Linked DNA regions of Manis pentadactyla: region 1 is linked to region 2. A link is a contact called in public Hi-C data. All regions are on one chromosome and are shown on one strand. Each heading gives the region's core, a stretch centred on a gene start, on an enhancer-like site or on the middle of the called end of the contact. The rest is flanking DNA. Distances are from core to core; before and after follow the strand shown.

The links. Hi-C and Micro-C count contacts between places; a contact is called where the count stands out from the background.
Region 1: a Hi-C map of blood shows a contact between it and region 2, with 4 times the contacts expected there. The contact joins the promoter of RNASE10 here to the promoter of RNASE13 in region 2. A contact is called at or near these places in 2 of 3 Hi-C or Micro-C datasets (blood and fibroblasts).

The regions. Positions count from the first base shown.
Region 1 is chr11:79,993,426-80,000,178 of mManPen7.hap1, reverse strand. It overlaps RNASE10 (ribonuclease A family member 10 (inactive)), which reads left to right and starts at 2,707. Exons shown (of 4, transcript XM_036880664.2): 1 at 2,707-2,750; 2 at 2,874-2,947; 3 at 2,950-3,107; 4 at 3,109-4,025. The coding sequence starts at 2,707. The coding sequence ends at 3,516.
Region 2 is chr11:79,625,599-79,633,080 of mManPen7.hap1, reverse strand. It overlaps RNASE13 (ribonuclease A family member 13 (inactive)), which reads right to left and starts at 4,472. Exons shown (of 1, transcript XM_036880575.2): 1 at 541-4,472. The coding sequence starts at 1,916. The coding sequence ends at 1,455.

The sequences.
Region 1 (6,753 bases), core at 1,458-3,957, 370 kb before region 2:
AAATATGAAAATGGCCTTGATGAGCCAATGAGCCTGTGTTGGCAATTGCTATGTAACAGCGATAACAGTACCAACAATAGTGAATGCGCTTACTGTCTTACATGCTGTGTTGTATATAATATTCACAACATCCCTATGAAATAAAAGCTGCTATTATTCTAATTTAGGAGAGAAGAAAACTGTAGCCTAGAAAAGGAAAAAAACAAAACCTGTCTGTCTAAATACTTGGATGACAGTTAGTTCTTACTGCATGTTTAATCAAATGTTAATTTTAAACAATCCCTAACAGTAGCTAGAACACCCCAATTATAAAGAAACAGATGATGCATGTCGTTGAATATATTATCCCAGATGACTCTAGATAGCTACTGGGTTCTGGAAAGGATTCTTTATTCCTTCTGCATGTTGCAGAGATACCTCACCAGAACACATGGGCAGAGTGGACACCTGAGAGGGATGGCATGAGCAAATCGTGAGGGTGAAATGCAGTGAATGCCTAGCATTAAGTAAGTGCTCAATATTGGTTAGTTGTTATTCTTATTATTGTAAATTATCAATATCAGCCCTGCAAAAGATGAGCCTGACAGAATGCAGATCACAGAAGCAACTCCCAGACCACCATTTGAAAACTCCTGCTTGAATGACAAGGCAAAATATCCTCCAAAAAGTCTTGATCATGTCTAGAGAGGGTTTTTATAGTGCTTTAATAATCTCCAGAGTGCTCTTAAAAATTTTATCTCATGATGTTGCTTTTAGCTAAAGATAAGTGAATAGAATCAACATTATAACCCTCCTGGTTTTACTTCCCCAGGCTGTAGGGATTGGGAGTGATAATGCTGCTCTGGAAAAGGTTTTATCTACAGCTAAATAATCAGGCTTGTAAAATCTGAATATTCTCATGGAATACAGTTACTGTCTGGGGGTGGGAAAGAGGAAATAGAGAGTGGAAGTCTGGAATAGCCTTCAGAGGAAAAGATAGGTGAACATTTGTAATTGCCAAATACTCTGGATCTTCCAGTGAAGTCATGATACGTGATTCTAAAATGTGAAAAGCAAAATAACTATGTTGGAGAGATGACCCAAATAAAGGCCAAAGATTTTGACATTCCAGAAATGGCAGGAAAGTGTTAAAGGAAGGACAGTTGGAGAACAGAAGGAAATGACTTAGTTTAAAATTTAAGGCAAGGTCAAGCTGCTGTAAACTGCAGGATAGTGGGTGTAACTCAAGTGGAAAAACTGTCAAGACAAAACTGCCGCTTCACAGGGTGGAGACATTTCCTGTGCTGGGTGTCTGGATCTGCCCCAATGCTCATATAGCCTTCCTTCAAAGTGTTTGTGGGAACATAGTGGGGCACTGGCTGAGTGATTTTATTCAGTGCTGTTTTGGGGAGTGCGGGGGTGGTGCGTGGGCTTAGGGAGGAAGTTTGGGTTTAAAAACACATGATCCACTGGGAGATACCCATTTTTCTGCAGACCAGCTTCCTGGGTATTACACAGAGAGAAGGAAACCCTGGGAGGGAAGAACCTGGGGAACAGAAGGACACAAGAATCTTTGAAGCTACTTAGGTGTGTAGGTAGGTCACAGTGGAGTTGGGTGTCACCGTGAATAACTGGGAAGTTCTTTTTCTTCTAAAAATTAAAAAAACTTTTTTGAAATATTCTCAACTTTAAGGAAAAGTACATGAAAACAATATGGAACTCCTGGATACCCTTTATCCAGATACACAATTTTGAAAAACCTTTCCCCTCATTTAAAAACTAATTTTCTTTCTTTGTCTATAAACACACACGTACACACATACATACATCTATATTTTGAACCATTTGAGAACAGGTCGCATACATCATACTCCTTTGCTCCTTTATATTTCAGGGTTCGTTTTCTAAGAACAAAGATATTATCTGAAATGATCACAGTACAAATTTTGAATTCAGTTTATCAAACAATGATATAATACTCCTATCTTCTCCATAGAATATATTCTAATTTTATCAATTGTCTAATAATGTTCTTAAGAAATTTTTTTTTCCTGGCAGAGAAGGTCTCTCCCTGATAGGGGGAGTAGACTGGCCTAGCAGCACAAAGATGCAGGGTACTTCTCTCAGCTCTCATGAGGATCCTTATTAGTAGGGGAACCCCAGGAGGTCAGTTGTTTGGTTTCATTCTTCTTTCATTATTTCCTTAATAGTATAAAACTAACCAGCAGGAGACACCCAAGTGCTAAGAGATCTTTAGTAGCAGAAGGGATTGGCACAACAAGATGTAGTCTGAGCAGGGCCCTGATGTGTGAGACCCGGCAGTCGCTCTCACCTGGCCTTAGCATTGTAAAACTTTTTTTCTTCCAGCTGATCATTTTTGGGAAGGTTGGGTGGCAAGGAGAATAAGAGATACTTGAATCAGCAAAAATAAATTTGGGATAAAAGTAGAGAGCTGGTCTCCTGCAATAATTCTAGGCCTTTGCTGGGAACAAGGATCTAAGAATGTCTTTCTTGGAAAGCATGATACTGTGCTTACTGTCTTCTCAACCTTTCTCTTGGGTTATTTGCCACTAATTTTGATTTAAGAGTCAATTGATGACATCTTTGCCCACTGATTCACCATATGTGAACTAATTTCAGAGCTGCTTCCCCTGGCCATCTTTTTGTTTGTAAGAACCACACATTATTACACAACAACAGGGACTGTGGTGGGGAGGGACAGGAGCGATGGGAAAAGACTGGGGAAGGACCTCTGCCTTGGTGGGGATAGGGTGAGTGAAGAGAAAGGAGACCCCACAGGCTATCCTGTCAGGGGTTAGGGGCCTAGGGTCTCTACTGGAGCTGGGTTTCATCGCAGAGTCCGCCCTCTGTTCCCCTCCCCCTGGTGAAACAAGGCTGACTCTGGTGCAGATCTGCTTCATGATGGTGCTGCTGATGCTGAGCCTCAGGCCGGGCCTAGGATTGGGCCTTCACTTGCCGCAGCTGTCCTGGAGGGTAACGATGAGCTGCTGAATGAATTTTGGTCCAGTGACTCACACGACGAGGCCAAGGCCACTAAGGAGGGAGCGGGCACCCGAACCACAGAAACCTTGCTGTTTAGCAACAAAGGAGTGGTGCCACCTGGCTGGCCAGAAGACAGTCCTCAGCGAAGATGAAGTTGGAGGGAACAAGATGCTCAGAACTGAGGCTCTCTTTCAGAGCAAAAAAGACTATCTTAGGCTTCACCTGATGGCCAGGGAATGCAACACCCTGATGGCCCCCAAGATGAAGGAGCACAACCGCATGCGCATAACTGAGTACACGTTCATCCATGAGGATCTAAATACTGTCAGAAATGTCTGTAACAGTCCTACTGTTGCCTGTGAGCTCAAGGGAGGCAAATGTCACAAAATCACCAGTCCTTTTGATTTGACATTCTGCAAGTTATCCAGATCAGGCCAAGTCACTCCTCACTGCAATTATGTCTCTTTAATTTTTGAAAAGTTCATTATCATATCCTGTAGTGACATGAAGGTACAGTTAATATCTGGACAATGAAGCAACTTCTCCTCTTCCTCTTCCATTCCCCTTCCTCTTTCTCAGGCTGTTTTCTGCCTCTTAGGTATTCTGCAACAAAGATTCTGGGAGGAGAGCTGGCCTATTTCTTTATCAGCTCCTCTGAAAATATAATTCTTCTTTGCCCTAGCATTGGCTCAACTTGCATTTTGTTCCTGGGGTTAGAGGGCCGACTAGGGTAATGATGTATAGTCTCTCTAGGGTCTAGGTCTCTCAGATCCTATCTCCTGCCCTGGAAAGAGGTTAGCAAAAATTTGCTCTCATCTCTTCTGTGATTCCAGTCATCTGTCAATTCCCCAGTCTGTTGGGTGTTGACTGCAGGGTTTAATGGATCCTCTACCCAGGCTCTTCCCTGCCTCCCACCCTGAGCTTCTAGGTCAGTCACGTAAGCCTCCTGGGCTTCCCACACAGCACTTCTCTGCGGAGAAGGGAATGGATCTACTTGGGGAGGAGAAACACTATGGGGTTTAATAAATAAAGGAGTTAAGTGGCTGCCCACAGTCTATTTCCTCTGAATTAATTTCCATTAAGAAATAGTGTGGTTAGACATTGCATGGACACAGGAGGGAATCCAAGAAAATAGCTATAAGGATTTGCTGTGTAACTTGATTTTGAGATTTCTTCCCCCTCGGCTTTTTCCTTTGAGTCACCTTCTTAGATGGTAACACACTCACAAGTCAGGGATATCCGTGAATGCGAGACTGGAGGGAAGAAAAGGGTCAGCTTACTCTGACCTGGGCTTTACTTTCCTGTTTTTCCCTCATGCTTCCTGTTCACTTAACTGTGTTAAATGTGTTGCCTCTAGACCCCCCTGGCTCAATATGTCCCTTTTCACCTCTGACTCCCCTCTCCTGGCAATGACCTCACAGAAACAGCATGTAGGGCTGCATCTGCAGGGGCCCCAACGTTTCAGAGAGGGTGGAGGAGTGGCAGGAAGCAAGGACCTGGCCAGGGTGGAACCTACCTCTTCCTGATGGGGAAGCCCTTTCAGAGAAAACAGACAAAAAAATTGTCTCAGGTGAGGGAGAAAATGAGAAGTGAGGTGGGGGGAGAGGAAAGAAGAGCGGATATGGGAGAGAAAATTGGCCATGTGAGGAATTTTCCCACTAGGTGAACTGAAGGCATTTAGGAATGTGGAAGGGTTACAAGACTGACTTCTTCCTGACGGAAGCCAAGGGATCCACTGGATAGGATGAATAAATAAGAGACCAGAATTAGCAAGGAATTGAAGCCTGTATGTTCTCATTCACAGATGAGACTACGTCCTCTTACAGTTTCCCATCAGCTTGTTTCCTTAAGGTTCCCACACTGAACTCCTATCTCCCCCTGCCAGTCTCCATTTTGGACAGTCTCAGCGGTCAGGCTGTTATCTCATGGTTGACACTATCTCAGGAAGACAACTTATAAAACTCTGAGGGTTCCTAGTGGCTCAAGCAGAACACAGCTTCCATGGCTGATATAACATGGTGAATTGACGTTGTGGACGTCTCATTCACTAGGGACGGGACATTAACTCATGATAGCTCAAATGCTGCTTCACTCAAAACTTCCACCAAGTTTTCCACCTCCAACTTAGCGCCCTTTCTGCACTTGAGTGCATATGTGTTAGCCCCTGTAACCTGTCCTCAGTATATGCACTGTTCCTAAAACCTCAAAGTTCTGAACTCAAAATGCTCTTTCAAAATGGCACCCAAACTCATTTAGATGCAAAATCTATTTGTTATCTTTTTTTATGCTTCATGACCATCACACATTTCACTGAGGAAATACCATTTGTACTGTCTCAGACAGACTCATCTAGGGGTGTTTTAAGTAACAGACACATACACTCACACAATATTGCTTTTTAAAATCTGAAATATTCCAAGTTTCAAAATGCATTGGCTTTATAAGTTTCAAGTAATGGATTTTGGACCTATATATACTATTTAATTAGCAGCCCTTAATTAATTTGAATATACCATTGGGCCATAAACATCTTTGTGGAAGCACCTATCAGTTTCTTCTAAATTCTTCATCAATGCATTTACTGATCAGTGATTACCTGTTTATTGATTATCCAGTACTTCCTCAGAAGTTACAAAAATTGTATGAAACAGAATCATTTAAGAGGAGCAAGTTTTCTGACTTCTATCAAAAACTGCACAAATAAAAATTGCTGAGCAGACTAATTCATGTTTCAGAGGGCTCAGTAAATTATTTTCTTTTCAAGACAAGCAGGATGGATATAGGATATAGCTATCACTACATGCTAGGTGCTCTACCTGATGCTGCCACGTGTTTTGGTTTATGTAATCCCTGTAAGGAGGTTATTAGCTCCTATGGAATGATAAGTAACAGGCTCAGAGAAGCCAAGTTTGCCTTGACCAAGATCACCCAGTGCCTAAGTGGCTAATCCCTAATTCAAATGGAACCGGCCTGCCCCCCTCTCTTTGTGCTATTCCCCATTTGAGGCACTATTCAGTTTGCTCACCTGGACCTAAAATGGTGAGATTCAACTCGAAGTAAAGTTTAGGGCCTGGATTCTTAGTCTTTGCATCAGTCAAAAAGCATTTATTATGCTAAGCACATATGTAAAAGGAACTATAGGAAAATGTGAGAGAACAAGAGAAAGAGAGAGAGAGAGCATGTGAGGGTAAGAGTATGCAAGACAGAACCTCTGGGTTTTGAGTTTTTCTCTTGGGATGTGAGCATAGGGTCAGAGTACGTCTTTAAAGGCCCAACATTCTAGATGATTATGGACATACCCAAAATATTTAAAACAACAACAACCACCCAACTAAATCATAGTATATGTGTAAGAAAACTCAGTTTCCAACAAAGTTTGGATTTTTAACAGGATCACTACTTTAATCCTTTTGAATATATGAAATACAGTTTCTTTTCAAAATCTGTCTCCTCACAAACAATAGTGTCACTCTCATTCTCGATCTCCTCTGGCCCTTGCTTTGCCAGCACCTGTTGGGTAACGTAGCGCTGAACGTAGTACGGTGACTAGACAGGAGAAACCAAGGCCCAAAAAATGACTCCCTTACCATTTACAAGGCACTCAAATATTGTCTTTACAACTTTATACAAGTTTTTCTTAGCCTTGGGGGACTCTGATTACAATCACCTTGGGGTATTTTAAAAATACAATAAATATAATCCCAGCATCCTTGGTCCAGCAAGATTGATTTAACAGGTAGAGTCTAGGCATCTTGGGGTTTCCATTACTAT
Region 2 (7,482 bases), core at 3,223-5,722:
GACATAAGTTTGCATTCCCATCAACAAATGTTGCTAAGAACAGGGATGCAGAATATATTTAGAAATACGACATAAACCAGCTATGGAGGCAAAACTATTGGCTACTTGCATTCACACATTACTGGCATCCACCCTTATCTGCCTCCCAAAGGGGGGCAACAATTCATGATTTGACATAGTATGACCCACATACCACCAACTAGACCCTTCCTTGCCCCGCCACCCTCCTCATCTGTTGCAATCCAGGTTTTGTTGGGGGGGAAATAGAAGCCAGCTGGGATGGGCCAAGGATCTACTATGAGTTCGTGCTAGAGCTTGGGGAAAGGGAGAATCCATTTTCAGCACCCAGCCTGGACCTCAACTTTACCCACCATGGTACACATGGAACAGAAGATCCCACTGAACCACCACGGCAGCCCAGGAAGATGGCAGAGGTGGGTGGTCTCCAGGACCCCAAGAGCTCTGGTACATTGAAGAAAAAAATGAAATCAAAACTGACTTAGGTGTGTTTTTTATCTTTTTATTTTGAAATGATTGTAGATTCAAGGGAAGACGCAAAAGTACAGAGAGGCCCTAGGTACACTTTACCTGGTTTCATCTAATGTTTCTATCTTACATAACTCAGATGTGGTTTAAAAAAAAAACCTTCTGTGACTACAGCTAGGTCCCCCACAGCCCTGTGTCCTCATATGCAGATCCTGGAGTTTGGGAGAAGTCAGAAGGAGCTTTGGGAAGGAAAGGGATGCAGGAATCTTGTGGGGATAGGTCACAGAAGTTAACTTGAAACTTCAGTGAACCAAAGTGAGAAGGACAGAAGAGAACTTGGAGAAAGGAAGGCAGAGTGACTAATGGAGGTTGAGAGAGTGGGAGCCAGTGCACAGGGCCCCATGGGAGATGGGGGATGGAGGGAGAAAAAGACAGCTTTCATGAAAAGACAGGAATGATTTCATAGAGGAGCAGCCTGGGAATGGAGCAGGGGTCTGGGGAAGTGAGACAGAGGTGAGTCTGAGGGCCTCGGGGAGGTTCCTGTAGCTGGAGATGCCCGCCATGGGGGTGAGTGAGTGGAGGGAGTCATATGTGAAATGGGGAAGACTGAGAAGAGAATGGTGGTGGGTGTTGAGACATGCAGCTGGGTGCCCGTTGCCATGATGTGTGCTGAGGCTCTGGAACTCCATCCAGGATTCAGGATCCGGCCCTGTGGATGGACAGTCACTGCCAACTGGACAGAATCAGCTTCTTGGGTGGGTGACACTGTCTGGGGGAGAAAAAGGCTGATGGGGGGCAGGAAGTAAAGTAAGAAAGTGCCTAGGAGACAGTATGGTCTGCATAGTCTTTTTTGGGGGACCCTGACTGCCTCTGAAGCCAGGGAGGAAGCCTGGAATTGGAGTTTGGGGACTGGGGACAGCTAGTCTGTGGTGGCAGGAGGGAGTGGTTTGGCCCGAAAGCCTCTTTGCCTAGGAGAGGCCAATGATATCTATCGGCTCAGCATCATACTTTCTGGAACAGAGCAGGTAGAGCCTTTGGTTGGTTAGGGTGCCATTGTAGCAGCAGCTCGTGGGAGGCTGTTTGTGGCTCAGAGAGCAGATCGTGAGGGGGAAGGAGTCCTGGGTGAGTGTACAGTATTCGTTGTAATTCTCACAGAAGCTCTCACTGTATTTGCAGAACTTCAGGACAGCTCTCCAGGCGGCATGTACCACATAGTGGATATTTGGGCAATACAAGTTTTCCCTTCTGCCCCGCACATAGGCCATGAGGCCATTACAGTAGCCCTGGAAACCGTCTGGAAAGTTAACCTTGGGATAGTCGATGTGTAAGTCACGGAAGTTCTTGATGGCAGCCTGCAGCCTGATGTCCATGGCCAGAGCCGGCCCTAGAACAAGCTGCAGGAACAGAAGTCCGGCCACAAGGGGTGCCATTCCTCCTGCAGGTAGAGTTAGGGTGGTTGAAGACAGACGTGGCCCCGGAGGGGCTGGCTGCCCCCACCCAGAGCCTCCAGTGTTCCCCCAGCCTTCCCTGTGTGCCTTCCCCTACACCCTAAGAGCTGCACTGTGCCTCAGAGGTCATCCAGCCTAAGTCCTCATGGCCTAGAGAGAGAAGACTCTTGCCCAAGGTCACCCAGCTGGGCAGCCATCTTTGGCTTCTCCTCCTCCTCCTTTGGCCCACCCCAGGCTCTCGGCCTTACCCAGCCCATGAGCTATAACACTTACAGAACCAGAGGTCCAGTTGGTCCTTGGTGAGAGACTATTCCTGAGTGTCGCTGGCCCAGATCAACCCTCTGGTGAAAACACAAAGTGGACAGAAGGGACAGGCTGATCTCCAACCCTCTGACTGCTCCAGAGGAAAGACTAGTGCGCAGACCAGGTGGGCAGGGGCAGGATTCTTCCTGCCTGAGGCCAAGGACAGCTCAGAGGTGAGAAGGGGCTAGAAAGGTTTCTGGATAGAGGGAGTCTGAGAGGAGGGAGTGTCCCCTGAGCTCGAGGAGCCCCTGTGCTGAGGGGGTTGGATGGGTGGGAGGAAAAAGGCCTTGTTTTGTGGTTCCCTCCTCTCTGGTGTCATCAGGACACTGAGTTCCAGCCTCCTGCAACAAGTCTCTGAGTCCTGGGGCTGTCTTTGATGTTTTCTCTGGTGCACAGGTCCTGCTCCCACGGAAAGGCAAGAAGGAAACACACTATCACGTTTCTGAGGAACAAAATGCTTTGTTAGCAATGACTGTCCTGGGCAGTCATTTCTGGTTGTCAAAACTGGAAGGTGCTACTGGCATCTAGGGGGTAGAGGCCAGGAATGCTGCTAAACATTGGACATGGCCCCAAGTCTTTGTTCTGAGGAAGCCTACAACTTTGCGGTCCCCACCTCAAAGCAGGTCACCTCTTCCCTATTTGCTTAAGGCTACAGCTTCCTTGAGAAGAAGGGGCTTTTCATGTTTCTCAGTCTCCTTCATTCACTACCCACTCACCCCCACTCACGCTTGCACACAGATTGCAGAAATGGAGCAGCACATTGTAGAGGAAGGAGTCAGGACTTAATATCAGATAACCTACTGAGTTTGTTTCCTTTTCTATAAAATGGGATTAATGCCTTCTTTACCTCATGAAACTGCAAGAATAAAATGAGATGGTCAGCATGAAAGTGCCTTTTAACCTTTAAACTATATAAATGGGTAACTGGGTATGGGAAGTGACCTCCAATCCCTGCTCTGCCAATCTAGAGTCCCCTCTAACACCTGACTTAAAATCCATCTTCACAAAGCCCCTGTGTGATGGGCCCAAACTGCAGTCCTACTGCTCTGGCCTGTGAAGTCCCACCCCAGAGGTACTGGTCCACAGGGCTGCTTTTTCTGTTCTGACATCCTTGTCATGGTTTCATTGTTCCCCAAGCCTAAGATCTGCAGGATTGTTACTCCATTACTCTGAACTCTACATCCTCAAGAATCACCCTAGTGATGAAGAGACTAAGGTGTGGAGAGGAAAGTAGGTTGCTCAAGGCCACAGTCCAATCAGTGTTTCGTAGCCAGGAGGCAGTTTTGTCCTGGGCAGTCATTTCTGGTTGTCATAACTGGGAGGTGCTACTGGCATCTAGGGGGTAGAGGCCAGGAATGCTGCTAAACATTGGACATGGCCCCAAATGGCTCCCACAATGAAGAATTATCTAGACCAGAATGTAGATAGTACTGATCTTGAGAAATTCTGTTCTTATGAATTCGATTTCCTAACAAGGGCAGACTTCCTTACACTTTATAAATTGAAAAGGGTTGGCAAATATCTAGGACTAATAAATATATTTGTCAGATTTTGTTTGTAAGGGTGCTAGTTTTTGTTTTGTTTTGTTTTGTTTTTTTACCAGCAAAAGGAGTTCTGATAGTTCACCTTTGAAACAATCTTGATTCATTTTTCCTGTGAAGGCTACCCTCTGCATATAGTCATCTACACATTCTCTCCCTGCTCCCTCCCCAAGTGGTGAGCATTTCAAGAACAACTGGCTAGACTGGCAGGTGCATAGGACTCCCCAGTGATTGAGGGGAACCCCAAGATTTTGCCCAGAGTGAGCTCACCGTAATTCAGTGGTGTCACTTTTTTGCCCTGTCCAGCTCAAATTGCTCAAACAGCAGACCTGTGTCGTTGACAGTTTCTGAGTTGTCCTTCAGCCATCTCAACCTTCTTGTCACAGCTTTGCCTCAACCTCTGGGTTGAAGTCCAGGAGCTGCACTGTCAGGCCCTTGATCTGCTAACCCATGCTGTGGGCTGGTGGTGATCTCACCTAGGACTGGGATGATTCAGGGGCAAAGTGACTGCTTTCCACCCCAGGAGGCCAGAGGTCAAAGTCACTTATATGCAAGGCACAATGCTCTATCCTGAGGAAGGTGCAAAAGATGGGTGATGATGGTTCTTGTCTTCTGAAAGTAACAATAAATACATGTAGACAATAATAATAAATAAATAACAGTTAAGAGTTAAGTGGAGATCAGGAGGATTATGAAAGGTATGTTTTGAGAAAAATCAGCCTGGCTAGGGTTGAGGAACTCAGTGAGAGAAAAGTCAGAGGTAAAGTTGGAAAGACAGGTTTGTCAAATTGTGTCAGACTTTGAAGAGCAGGCTGGGGGATTTTTCTTTTGTTCTGTAGACACATGGGGGAGCTGACAGTGGCCTGTGAGAGTGAGTGGCTTGGTGAGGCCTCCCAACCCCAGTCAGGTCCCGCTTCCTACATCCTGGCTTGTCTAGAAGCATTGGTCTGGGAGCCAAGGATTCCAGCCTTCTATCAGGACTGCCTCCTCCAGACCCACAGCTGTTCCTCAGGAAAGGTCATGAGGATACAGAGACCTAAAGCAAGTCCCACGTTTGACCCCAACGTGCTGTTTGTTTTACTGTCCCCATCTACAAAAATGAGCCATTACCTTTATTTATCCTAGAAGCAACAAAATGAGCATCACAGAACTTGGATTTGCTCCTGCTTGGAGGGAAACCCTCATGGGATCTCCATTAGTATCCAGAGGCTATGTGGATCTCCAGAAGAGAGAGAGGCTGGACTCTGAAAGGTGGGCTCCAATCCAGGCGGTCCCTCCTCCCTCCCAGCCGCCTCCCCATTCCTGCCCAGGCTAGAGGAAGTAGCAGCTGTCGTCCTGTGGGGAAGACAGGCAGAAGTCCACCTGGCACTGCTGGGATTTTCACAGCACCCACCCAATGACTTTAAACACACACACACAAAGCAGTGGCCTGGGGAGCAGTTCAGCCAAGAGCAGTGAATCTGGGATAGAATGAGAAAGAGGCTGTGGTAAGCTGCTTCCTCTCCCTGGATAGAAGCGGCCTGTGTGAGGGGCCTTCTTCCATCCCACCTTCTCTCCCACCATTTTGTCTTCTGCTCTCCCTTCTCAAATTGTCCTCTTCTCCCTTCTGCCAGACTCTCTGACCAGTCCTTGGCCTGATGCCTGATTCCTTTGTTCTCCCTAACCTAGTTCCCTTCCCCTTCCTCCATCTCTTCCTCTTGTCCCAGGCATGAAGTACAGGGAAAGTGGAAAAATCATCCTATTGAATGCAAAGTGAAGCAGATCTTGGAAACTGGATGGTTTAAGCAAAGAAAATCACCTGCCTTATCCAAATGATCGAGGCAAAGTAAGGGTTTCTGCTTGAAATGTCCGATGGTAGGTTCAACTCTTCAGTTTTTGTGTGCACACCTCAACCTTTACTCTCTCTTCCTTTACTTTTCACTCAACTTTTACTCTCCTTTGACCTGAGACAGTGGGACTGTGTTTTGCTCTCACCCCGCGCTAAAGCAGCCTTCTAGAGAAACCAGCATAATGGAGCTGAAGAGCAAACCGGGATAATTATTATGACAGGAAAACACAAGAGCAGAGGGTAGCACAAGTCGTGATTTGGAAGCATCTCACTCCAGAATAATGAGAAGTGAAAAGGAGTCCAGGCAAGGAATTCAGATGAGCTCTTAACCCTGGACTGGCCTGTGCTGATCCACTTGCCATTCAGAGGCTGCTTTAAACTATTGATTTTATCTCCAAACATTTGCATATCTACAGCAGTAGAGACATAATTCTCTGTCCAGAAGTTCAAACTGCAAAGATTCAGGCACCTTAATAAAGCAGCGCATCTGTTCCCATGGCCAAGGCCCCACTGAGGGCAAACTGCCCAGGAGCCAGAGGCCTGCATGGACTCGCTCCTGGTCCTCTGTTGCCATCTAGTGGTGATTCCTACCTTTAACACCACATTTTTGGAAGAGCCTGCATCCTGATCCACAGCTGTGTTCTCCATCTACTAAAAGGAACTCCCACCGGCCCCAAAACAAATACCGCATCCTCCTTACTAAAGATCTTAACTTCCAAACCAGAACACGAGCCTTATGATTGAGATGGTGGACATAGCCTCTCTATAGTTGCAGTCCACACAACAGCCCCATGATCTGGAAATAGACCTTTTACTTCTCTGCTTAGAACGCTCCCAGGGCTCTCCACTGCATGCCAAGCAAGTTGCAGTCCTTCTAATGGTCCCTAAGGCATTCCATGACCTGGCCTCTGGTCCCTCCCTGACCCCATCATTCGTCTGCTCCAGCCACAATGGACTTCTTGCTGTTCCTCTAATACCCAGGCATCCATGCACTATTGTTCTCTCTACTTGGACCATTCTTCTCCAGACAAGTGTAAGTTCATTCTTTCATCTTCAAGTCTTTATCCCAGAATCACCTACTTCAATGACTCTATTTAAAAATCACGTTTACCAACTTCCATCTTGTTCCACATTTTTCCTTAGCAATTATCATTTCGAGCAATTATATGTTAATTTTTTTACTCTCCTCCCCCCAATGGAATGTAAGCTCCAAAGGTAAGGAATTTTGTCTCTTTCACTCACTAACGTGTCCCAAGCACTTGGCACATAGTAAGTGCTCAATAATATTTTTGGCCTACGTGAATGAACCTGAATCCAATATTCTGAGATCACCTACTGATTACAGGTGAATACTGAAAACAAAAATGCTGTTCATCTCAGTTTCCGGGTCTCCAACCTACAGCAATACTTCTCTGCCTCAGCATCTTGGTCCTTCTCAGCACCATATGCCAAGCTCTCTGGCGCCCCCAGAGCAGTCCTGGCTCAGGCTGTCCACACAGCAGTAACTGCCACCAGAAAAAGGCATACAAGGCAAAGGAAAGCCTGATGCAGGATGTTGACCAACATCACCACCAATGACATTTTCCAAACTGAAAAATATTTACGTTTTGGAAATTTCAATAAAGTAGGGAGGCAAAGAGTGATGGCTGAGAGGCACTGGGTGCTTTCTCCAGGTAAAGTCAGGTGGTCTTGCTCAGTGCCTGGAACTGGAGGGGCCCAATTCAGCTATTCTACAGTGAATCATTATAGAATAACTGAATTGGGGTGCTGTGCATGATGACTGATGATTCATCTACTTCCCTGTCTCCTCTGTCTCCTCCAAAAGATGAGCAGTAAGTCCTGCTCACAAGAGACCATACAAAGCAACTTTCTAGGC